Regions from separate parts of the Macaca mulatta genome. Here region 2 is linked to region 1. A link is a contact called in public Hi-C data. All regions are on one chromosome and are shown on one strand. Each heading gives the region's core, a stretch centred on a gene start, on an enhancer-like site or on the middle of the called end of the contact. The rest is flanking DNA. Distances are from core to core; before and after follow the strand shown.

Region 1 (5,378 bases), core at 1,419-3,918:
TCTCTTCTGTAGTTATAATTGGCTTAATTTTTGCTAGATCCTCCTTTGCCAAAAGTTTTGTATGTGATTCAGTTCATTTATGTGATTTATCTAACATCACACATATTAACTACAGGAATTCCGTAATATTTTACAAGATATTCAATTTAACTTTGAAGTGACTGGACTGACAGTGGTAGATGTCACAATATCAGCACCTACACAAGGATGTCAATGCAGAGACAAAAGCTACTGTTAGGTGGGGGAAGGAATATTTGAGGATATCTAGTTTTATGAAGCAACTAGTTCACTAGGACATATTTTCATGTCATGATTATTTCTGCTTCAGTATACATTGTAAGTACAGCAGTGAGGTTAAATAATAAACACTCAGAAAATGAGGTATCCTCCTCTTTTGTTAGTCACAAGGGTATTCCTTCAACCAGATGATACCTTCCATTTAAACCAAAATTTATTTCTGAATTTGCTTATCCCTTCTAATTAGAGGTCAGCTCTGTCAAGAGCTACATCTTAACTCAATGGACCTCTGGAAAAATAAGACAAAATTACACAACTAGTCATTTCAGAGAGGGAAAAAAAATCAAACTTCTTCCCTGGTAGTTGTAGGGGAAAAAAATAAGCTTGATTAAAATGTCAATTTGCATTTTGATTTTAGAGACAATGTGAAAAGAGATACAATCCATCAGTAACAAGAAGCAGATTTTTCTAGATTTTAAGATTTCCAATATCAAGGTGTATGTTAGAATCAAGAATTACAATTATAATCAGTAGTGTTTTTTGCTGTGTCGCCAGATTGGAGTGCAGTGATGCAAACTTGGCTCACTGCAACCTCCGCCTCCCAGGTTCAAGCGATTCTGCTGCCTCAGCCTCCCAAGTAGCTGGGACTACAGGCATGTGCCATCACATGCCCAGCTAATTCTTGTATTTTTAGTAGAGACGGGGTTTCACCATGTTGGCCAGGATGGTCTCCATCTCTTGACCTCGTGATCTGCTCACCTCGGCCTCCCAGAGTGCTGGGATTACAGGCATGAGCCACCGCGCCCGGCCTATTAGCCAAAATATTAAACTGACATAATGTCTATGTAGAATGCAACTTTCGAGTGGATGCATTCCATTGATAATAACAGTAATAACAACACATATATTCCTTACTATGACCAGTCACTGTTTTAGGAGTTTTACTCATCTTATTTTTTACAATTACCCTTTTTAGGTAGTTTACTATTATTAGTCTCACTGTTACAGTGATCGGTGAGGACAATAAAACACAGAGAAGTGACCTGGCCAACATCTCACACAGAGATGGCTGAGTTAGATGTTTCACTTAGGCTTAAAGTTACTACCTGGTGGTAAGCAAACAAGTTATATTTTAAATGAAGCATTTTATGAACACATACTACTGGTTTTTAGTATCTGCCAAAGAATTGAGATCTATTTGCAGAGCAAACAGCCATATTGTTTTCTTAAGACACTACTGTAGGCAGAATAATGATCCCCCAAAGATGTTTATTTCCTAATCTCTGGAATTCGTGAATATATTAGCTTACATGGCAAAAGGATTCCGCTGATGTGATCAAGGGCAGAGGCCTGGAAATGGGAAGATGATCCTGGATTGCTCAGGTGAGCCCTCAGAATCTTTTCCAGCTGCCATCAGCGGTAGACTTGAGGATGGAAGGGTCGGAGATGGCACGTCACTGGCTTTGAAGATGCAGGAAGGGGCCAAAGGCAACGAATGTTGACAGAAGCTGGCGAAGGCAAGCTAAGGATGGTCCTGTGGAGTCTCCAGAAAGGAGTGCAGCTAAGGTTACACCCAGTAGTACTTCTGACCTACAGAACCGCGAGACAATAAATGCAAGATGATATATTTGTGCTGTTTCAAGCTACAAAGTTTGTGGTCACTGGTTATTGCGGCAATAGGGAACGGATACAGGCCCCGTCAGGTATTTCACTCAATCCATGAAATACCTTAGAGTATGCAAATGGTAACAAGCGCGGAAGCCACTTACGGATCCCTCTGTCTGCGCTGCCTGGGAGCGTCAGGGGCCGTGTACCTCCTGCACCTCGCGGGTGGGCGCGGCTGCCTCAGATGCTCCGGGCTCAGAGCAGACGGCTGAGTCTCCCGCGTTCAGCGACCCGCCAGAAACGTCAGAGGGACGAAGGAAAACTTTACACTTTAACAGTATTTTTACGTTTATTCCCAGCAAATGTTGTTGGCTTTGTATTTAAAGTATTTATGATTCACTACAAAGTGTAGGATCCAAGAAAACGCGCTAGTTTCACTTGGCACCTGTGGGTGTCCCGGGGAGCTCTCCAAGGAGGGACTGGCTCCTGGAAGTTCCTGGGGTGCGGCACCACCACGGACGAACCAAGCTCCACCGAGAAGCCAAGAGCCGCGACCGCCGGGACGCCCTCTGCCAGGCCTCCACCGCCTCAGTGGCCCTTCACAGCCACTGCCTTCCCAAGCCCCCCAGTTATGACCAGCGTCGCTCAGCGCCCGGCCCACCCAGCGACCTCAAACCTCGCGACACTCGCAACTCCCGCGGCCCTTCCTGCTACAGGCCTCCTAGGGGCGAGACATCGGGAAGATGGCTCCGCCCACGGAAAGGAAGATTTCGTTCTCGCAGGATCCCAGTGACAATTCGGCAGCCCGTTCTCGCGGGATTTTCCAAGGCCGGGATGGAAGTTGCGGGGTTAGGAGACTGAGGTCAGATCCTGAGGAGGAGATTTGGGGGTCGCAATGCTGGCCTCGTGTTCTCCACCGGCGGCGGCGGAGCCCGAAAGAACTAGGTGAACACCGCCTTGCCAGCCTCACACAGCGTCCCGTGGCTCTGCCGCCGCTCCGGACGTCGCCCTCCCGTTCTCCTCGGGTTCCCTTAGTCGCTGCCTTAGCTGGGATTCCCCTCCTCCTTCCCGTGGCTTCGGGTTGCCGGAGAGCGATGCTCGGAGGGCGACCGGAAGTGGCGTTGGCCGCCATTGGCCCACCGGCCAGCCACCTCGCTGTCCTCCGCCTTCCGGGTGTTACGTGCAGCCGGGCTCGGCCCCTCCCCCTGGCCGGATGGATCCCTCGGCGCCACAGCCCTGCGCGGAAACCGCGGGCAAAGGTACCAGCTCCGCGCTCGCCCCTTACCCAGAGGCCTGTCTGCTGCGTCGCGTTGGACCAGTTCTCGCCGGTGCCCTTCGGGTTGGGGTTTGCCCTGTAGATCGTCTTCAGTGACAGCTGCAGATTGTGAACCCCCTGCAGGCCTGGGACCAAATCTCCGATTCAGTGTTGAGAACCTGGACTCGGGGGTCAGCCCCTGGGATCTAGTGCTGCCTCTGACAGTTACTTGCTGAGCAACTTTGGGCAGGTTCCTCATTTGTAAAACTGGGTTCATTACTAGGTTCTTGTGATTTTTAAATGACGTGGACAATACGCAAAGCATTTATGTGACCCCGCGTCTGGCCCATATTAAGCACTCAGTAAACGTCATTTTCATTCTTTATCGTTGTATGCCCAGTTGTTAGTGAATGGCAGACGTTTGTTGTAAGTAGGTAAATGAAGGTTGAGATATTTAGTTCAGTGGAGGTTTATTGCCTATTGAGTCAGGGCATTATATTCTGCCTTAAATAGGAGGTTTAAAGAAGGTGTGATAATCTACCACAAGTCATCTGGGATGCCTTCTGGCACCCAAATGAATAGCTTTCATTAATAATTGTGCTGTATAACAAAAGCTACCGGGTATTGAGTGATTTTCCTGAGCCCACCAATATGCTGATTGTTTAACTACTTGCTTTCTTTTGAGGAAGATATCAATCTCATTAACTAGATGAATTCAGAGCTAAAGCTCAGAGAGGGCAAGTTACAAGCCTGAATTCTGAGGTCTAGGAATTGATGATGCTGTAATTCAGGGGCCACACATATAAATACCTATAGGAGACTGGCAGCTAAAAATAAATAGATGAAGCTGCCAAGTGGAGATTATGGTGACTGGGACGTTCATTCCTTCTGATAGATCTAGTCACTCTGGTATTTATTGGTGGAAGGAGCAGAAAGCTCCAGGGCCCCGAGGTAGGAACATGCTTGAGGAATAGCGAGGAGGCCATTGGAGTGAAAGAGGGAGAGAGAGACCCCATCACCAGAATGAATTGAATTGATAATTAGTTTAAACCAAAACAAATGATTTCGACTCATTAAATTATAGGAGACTTAACCCTGTTAAATCCAACAGGAAATCCTCACAATTTAAGCAGTTGTTCTGTAGTTTGGATATTGAGAGATTCCATTTCTAACTCAAACTTAGCTGAATTTTTTTCATTCTAGAAATTACCCAAACTCAGAAACCAAAAATACTCCAATAAGTTGTGTGATTCCCTTAAGGTTTTGTTTTTTTTTTGCGCTTGCTGTACACTTATCTGAAATACAGTTCTTAGACCCCTTTCCCTTTTAAATTACATTTCTCAATACTCCCTTCTCATAGCATTTTTCTTCCAATGCACTTTTTACAGTTATGTATATGTTTATGTACTTTTTAGTTTTCTCTCTCGCAAGATACCAAGGATCTATGAGATCGATAATTTGTAATAGGCCAGGCGCAGTGGCTCACACCTGTAATCCCAGTACTTTGGGGAAGCTGAGGCTGGAGGATAGTTTTAAGTCCAGCCTGCAAAGTAAACGAGACCCTGTCTGTACTAAAAATAAAAATTTTAGCCAGGCATGTTGGTGCACACCTGTAGTCCCAGCTAATCAGGAGGCTGAGGCGGGAGGATGGCTGAGCTCAGGAGTTGGAGTTTACAGTGAACTATGATTGTGCCATGACACTCCGGACTGGGCGACAGAGAGACTCTTGTCTAAAAAAAAAAAAAGAAAAAGAATGTGTAATAAATTCACATGTTCATTGAATGTCTGCTGTGTGACTCTGTGTTGGTCCTGGGGATAAAATTTATAACAGTACAAACTTTTTCTTGGGAAGGAAATTACTCTCTAGTGGAAGAAAAAGACAAAAACAAGTGGACATGATAATTAAATGTTATGGTAAGTGCTACAGAGGCAATAAAATGATGAGATATAGAATAATGGGGTATTACTCTAAATAGGTGGACTGGGAGCAGAGAGCCTGGTTAGGCTTAATTTAGGGAGAGTTGATGGTGGCATGCTTTAAGACAGAGGTCAGCAAACTACTGTCTGTGAGCTAAGACTGGTCTGACATTTCTTTTTGTAAATAAAGTTTTATTGGAATACAGCTCTGCCCATTTGTTTATGTATTGTCTGGTTGCTTTTGCATTACAAGGGCAAGAGAATGTATGGCCTACAAAATCTAAAGTAACGAATAGCTAATGACTGACTCTACAGAAAATGTTTGCCAGCCTTTGCTTTAGTGAGATGGTGGCATGGAGGAGAG
Region 2 (5,553 bases), core at 275-2,774, 360 kb before region 1:
GGAAACAGATCAGTTTCCATGAGAGTGTGCTCATCCACACGCTAGCATCATTTTAAACATGAACCTAGTGAATACGTGGAGACACAGCGCATGTCACCCAGAGGCACAGTCTCTGGGGGTCTTGGGGTTCAGCGCTGGGCCCAGGTCTGTAAGCTGCGAATCGGTCCTGCCCGCCCCCGGGCTCCCCTGAGGCCGCACTCTGCACTCTCAGCACTGGGCTGGTCGCCCACCTCTGTAAGGGTGGCAGGCACCCGAGGGCCGGAATCGGTGGGCACAAGAGTCACACACATCACCTCTCCTACCCACCGCCCCTTCCTGAACTCCAAAAGCCCCTCTGGCCCTTTTCCCGCAGCGTGGGAGGGGAGGTGGGTAAGGTGCGTCTCTTCTAGCCCGGGTGTCCCGCTCCCCTAGGCGTGCGTGCCGGCTCCAGAGCGTGTCTGCGGGGCGCGAGCGTGCGCCCTTCCCTGCGGCTGCTCCCGCGAGCGGGCGGCAGCGGCTTCCGCGCGCGCGCCTCGAGCCCCCTCCCCTCGGCGCTGTCACTCTCCGCACGGGCCCTTCCATCACCAGCTCTGCCTCCGCTGGCGAGTCAGTAGCCACCACCAGGCTGATGAGCGGAAGCCAAGGTGGCGACCCTTTCAGGCGTGAAAATGGGGGCCCCGGCGACCCCCTCCGTGAGACTTCCCCTCGGAGCCGTTCCTCGGCCGGGGCCCGCCGCGGCCAGCCCCCCCTCCCCGCCCCGCGGGGCTGGCCTCGGGGGCGGGGGCCCGGGCGTGCGAGCGAGCGTGGAGGCGCGGGACCCGCGCTCCCGCGCCCAGGCAGCGCAGCCCACCCGGCCCCACGGCCCCGGCGCGCGGCCCGCCCCTCCCGCCCGGCGCTCGGGGCTCGCTCCTCCGTCCGCCGCGCGGGGCGTCCCGCGTCCCCGTGTCCCCGCGCCGCCCGGGGCGCACGGCGCGCGAGGGCGAGGGCGAGGTGGCGTCGGCGGCCGCCGCGCTGGCTGCACTCACCATAGCCGGCCGTCAACCCCTGCTCGGAGCGCGGGTGCCGATGGCGCGGACGCTGGGTTTGGATTTCACATCAATTCCTTTTTTTCCTGGCCCCCCTTTCCTCGTCCTCCGCTCCTCCGTCTTCTCCCCGTCTTCCCTCTTCTCCCCCTTGCCTTGTCGCTGCGGGTCTCTTTGTCTCCCCTGTCGTCTTTTTCTTCTCCTCCGTTTTCTTCTTCTTCTCCTCCTCCTCCGTCTTTACAAAAGGAACGGAAAGTGTAAAAACCCCGGCGCGCTGGGCCGCCGGAGGCTTTCGGCGGAGTGCAGCGCGGACTCACAATTACAAGCCTGTTTCTATTAAGCAGTTCCATGGCCCTCGGCGTGGGTGGTCTGCCGCGCCATAGGCAGGACCTGTCAGGGTCACGTGACGGATCCGAAAACTTTACCCCTTTACAATAAACTCAAGGAAAGCAAAGTAAACTCGAGGAACGTGCTATCAGCACAGCCCTCCTGGGTAAACAGGCGCTCCCCTCCCCGCCTTCCTGGGAGGCGCCCGGCCCGGCGAGCTCCCGCGAGCCTCGCCGCCCCCTCCCCGCCCCCCGCGGCCCTGTCTGCGGGGGGCCGCCGGGCGGGGGGTCTCCGCGCGCTCCCGCGGCTTCTCCACCTTGTGCTCGGCTCCCCCGCCCCCGCACACATTATTTGCTAACGTTTGGCCGTCTTGCCAGAACGCCGGTGGGGGGAGGTGTGGGGAAGCAAGGAAGCTCCGTTTAGCATCCCCGGCGCTCCGGGAAGTGGGGGGTGCCCAGAGGGCTGCGGAAGAACACCACCATTCTCAAAGCTTTCCTGCTCCCATTCCCACGGAAGCGCGGAAAAGCTGGGAGCCTTCTAGATGACAGGCCCACAGGCCGCCAGGGAGGCGGAGAGCAGGAGGGCTGGACAGATCACAGCGCCTGCCCGGGGAAATTTCAGCACGAGCTGTGTGCGCATTCCTGTCGGTCCCTGGGAAGCCGCTTCTTGTGAAAGAGACCAAGGTGGCGTCCCTTGGAAACCAAGATGGGTAGCTGCTCCGAAGAATCACGGATTGACATTTGCTCCCTTTCCCTTCCGATTCCTGTGGTTTCTGGGCTATGCCACCCGAATGCTCCCACCCACTATGCCTTCCTGTGCCAGGCGGCCTTGGGTGACTGGCCTAGACCTAGGAGCTGGTGGGTCTCGCGGAGAACCCTGCTCTCACCCAAGACTGAAACGTCCTATTCGGGAGCGCCCCCGCTACAATGTCTGACATTTTATCTGCTCAACCCCGCCGCTGGTAGACGGTATTTCACACACCGCCTCTTTAAATGGGCCACATTATGAATCAAGATGAATTACAGATACAAGGGCAGGGTGGAGGGAGTGAGAACGTTTACTGCAACTCAGAAGAGCTAACTAGCTGGTCTTGAAATAAAGCCAGACTCTTCTCACTTCATTCTGGGCTGACAGTGTGATTAGGTGTGTGTGTGGCGGGGGCGGGGGGGGGGGCGGTAAAAGAGGTGCCCCGTGTGTTATTAAATAATAATCATCATCCTAGGGGTTTCAGGATCTCCTCCCACTACGATGACATAGCCATTCTTGAGCAGAGTCATTTGAGTTTCCAGAATGTATGTGTTTGAGACACAGTAAGTAATTAAGCATTCGAATGGGGGCAGCCCTGTGAATTTGGCTGGTCCAGAAGGTCATTTCATGCCAGTGACTTCAGTCAAAAATGGACTCAAATGCATATTGGCTGACCATGGATTCTAAGAGTCACGATAGTTGTAACAACAACAACAAAACAAAACCCAACATTTCCCTTCAAAACACTTCTCCCTGTCTTTTGTGTCATATCAAAGGGCCCCGTTTCTCTATCAATGTGGGTGGAGTTACGAACAGGAAAGGATACATAATCTCCAAATAGAGGGGTCTAGAATATGAAGGAGAAAGGGGGATAAGAAAAAAGAGAAACAGCTGATAAAGGGCATTTAAATGGCCCACAATGCAGAGTTGTAGGAAAATTCCAGCAGAACTTGGGGAGTTTGCTTTTCCTAGTTAAAATGAAGACCCTCGCGGAAGCACGCCTAGCTGCGTGCTCCTGTTGAGTGGTGGCCAAGGCTGATACTCAAGAGTGGACATTAGTTTTGTGTGGCCTGGGACTTAGGCAGCTTTCAGAGTGAAGGGGGAGTGGGGAGCTTCTTTAGCAACTCAAAATTACAAACACAAAATTAAGTACAGGGCCTTGGAAGTGGCCTGGGCAGGGAGGAGCCCTAAAGCTACCTGGGCTTCCAGCAAATCGCCTCTCTTGAGTGTGCAGACGGGTGGACTTCGGAGCTACCCAGTCTTTGTGGTCCTGCTGGTCTACGCTGTCCCTTAGTTAGGACTGAATGTGTTCATATGAGTCATATCTCATCCAAGGCTTTACAGTTGGGAGCAAAGACAAGTTTGTTTTGCACGAGAGTGTAAGTACCTAGAGTTGGGCAGGAGTGGCATAATGAGGCAGGGAGCAGAAAATCTGGTGTGAAAACGTACAAGTTCAGGAAGGAGGGAAGCCCCTGGAAATGTTCTCTCCTGTAGAAAGCAAAAAATTCCTCTTCAAAGTTTCTCTTTTTGTTAAAGAATACATCATAAATGTTAAAAAAATAATAGTTTCTTTTAAAAACTAACTTCCATCAAGCCTCCTTGCTTTGTGCTAATAACTCTTTGTTAAGCCTTATCGTACGTAGCTGTTAAACATGCTCACAGGCACGTACTACATTCTATGTCCTTGTACCTTAACCAAGATATTTATGCTGGACATGCTCACAGGCACGTACGTTCCAGCTCGCAGCCTATGCCCCTTCCCTATTTGGCACAAGCAACTTCCTCTTTTCCTTTGTCTTTCCATTACTTTTACCTATTCAGAAAAGTTTTAAACTGTTAGCCAGTCAGGTTTTAGTTTCGATTGTGAGGTCTGGCTCCAGCCATCGGAGACAGGACACGGTCGCAGGGACAAACTGTGTAAGGGATAAAAATTGCTTCCCTCCTTTGTTCAGGTGTGCTCTCCACATTGTTTCATCTGTGATGAGCACCCTTTCTGCAGAAAGTAAAAATGGCCTTGCTGAGATAATTAAATTTATGTTCGACTGCTGTTTGTTTGCAGCATCAGGGAACAAGCATTCTGTTTCTAAATAAACATTTTACATATAACATCTCCCAAAAGCAACCTTTCTTTTCCTTCCTTTGAAATCAGTCTTTGCAGATTATGTCAGTGCTGTGTCTGTCTTCTCTCCACTCTCAGACGCTAGAAGCATTAAATCAAGTCAATGATATGGGTTCTGGTTGGGAGTCAGGGACCCAGCACCCTTCTGTGTTACCTTCTGGTGGTTCTCTGAGACTCCCACCAGGGTGGGCCCTCTCTCATCAAACAGCTGCCTCCGCACTTCTAAAGTTGCTTATGTCTCCCCACTTCCCAAAAACCAGCTCCAGTGCTGCCCAATCTAAGCCAATTGGCATGGAGGTGTTAGTGGCACACAAGGCTACCAGACAACATAGCTCAGCTCCAAGTGTTCCCAGTCTGATAAGCCAATTGGCATCAAGGTGTTAATAGCTGATGAAGCTACTAGACAATGCTTTTGCTGATTAACTTGAACTTTTAGAGCCATACACAGAAGAATAATTCCAAAGTTGAAGATTTCAGGGCAGGGCCAGATGGAGATTTAGGGGGCACTGGAAGATGGGACAATAGGACTTTTGAAACAGGCCTGAAACCGACCTGAAACAGACCACAATTAGTATGCATAGGCAAGGTTGTCTTTCTGAATATTGTTGCTACTGGAGATACGGTGTTATTCTTTTTTTTTTTTTTTTTTTTTGAGAGGGAGTCTTTCTATTTCACCAGGCTGGAGTGTAGTGGCACAATCTCGGCTCACTGCAACCTCCATCTCCTGGGTTCAAGCAGTTCTCAGTCTCTTGAGTAACTGGGATTACAGGCACACGCTGCCACACCCAGCTAATTTTTGTATTTTTAGTAGAGATGAGGTTTCACCATGTTGGCCAGGATGGTCTTGATCTCCTGACCCTGTGATTCGCCTACCTCAGCCTCCCAAAGTGCTGAGATTACAGGCCTGAGCCACCGTGCCCAGCCCAGTGTTATCCCTGTACCATCAACATACACACTCATACACACACTTGCACATGCATACGTGTGTTCTCACATTCTTCATTTTAAGCTCCCCTCTTCTCTGGCTCCCAATAAAAATGGGTGGCTAAGCACTTCCATTCATCTCCTCCCTCATGGTAACCTCCAGCAATTGGAAGGCTTTCAAATGAGTAATTGAGGGTTCAGAAGAGACACTTGCCCACATTTAAGGAGCTCTCTACCTCAAGATGAATGCCACTTTTGCGCATGGTCAGTGGCCATACCACACCAGCCACACCTTAGGTGTGGTCAGTCTTTGATTCTGGATCAGACAGATCCTCACAAGCTTTCGTAAAAGTGCTCTTGCTCGATGTGGGGATTTCAATCCTAAAATGACTGTCCCCCTCACTCCTACCCTGGCCTCTTCCCTGTGGGAGGATA

Evidence for each region. Hi-C and Micro-C count contacts between places; a contact is called where the count stands out from the background.
Region 2: a contact with region 1 is called in a Hi-C map of fetal cortex germinal zone, with 4 times the contacts expected there. The contact joins the promoter of PTCH1 here to the promoter of ERCC6L2 in region 1. A contact is called at or near these places in 4 of 14 Hi-C or Micro-C datasets (cortical neurons, fetal cortex germinal zone, fetal cortical plate and 1 more).

What each region holds. Positions count from the first base shown.
Region 1 is chr15:127,574,412-127,579,789 of T2T-MMU8v2.0, reverse strand. ERCC6L2 (ERCC excision repair 6 like 2) reads left to right here and starts at 2,668. Exons shown (of 19, transcript XM_077966722.1): 1 at 2,668-3,101. It overlaps LOC114672865 (putative uncharacterized protein ERCC6L2-AS1), which reads right to left and starts at 2,974. Exons shown (of 4, transcript XM_077966726.1): 1 at 2,689-2,974; 2 at 2,007-2,686; 3 at 1,548-1,827. The coding sequence starts at 2,974. The coding sequence ends at 2,553.
Region 2 is chr15:127,934,779-127,940,331 of T2T-MMU8v2.0, reverse strand. It overlaps PTCH1 (patched 1), which reads right to left and starts at 1,524. Exons shown (of 24, transcript XM_028835407.2): 1 at 1,005-1,524. The coding sequence starts at 1,007.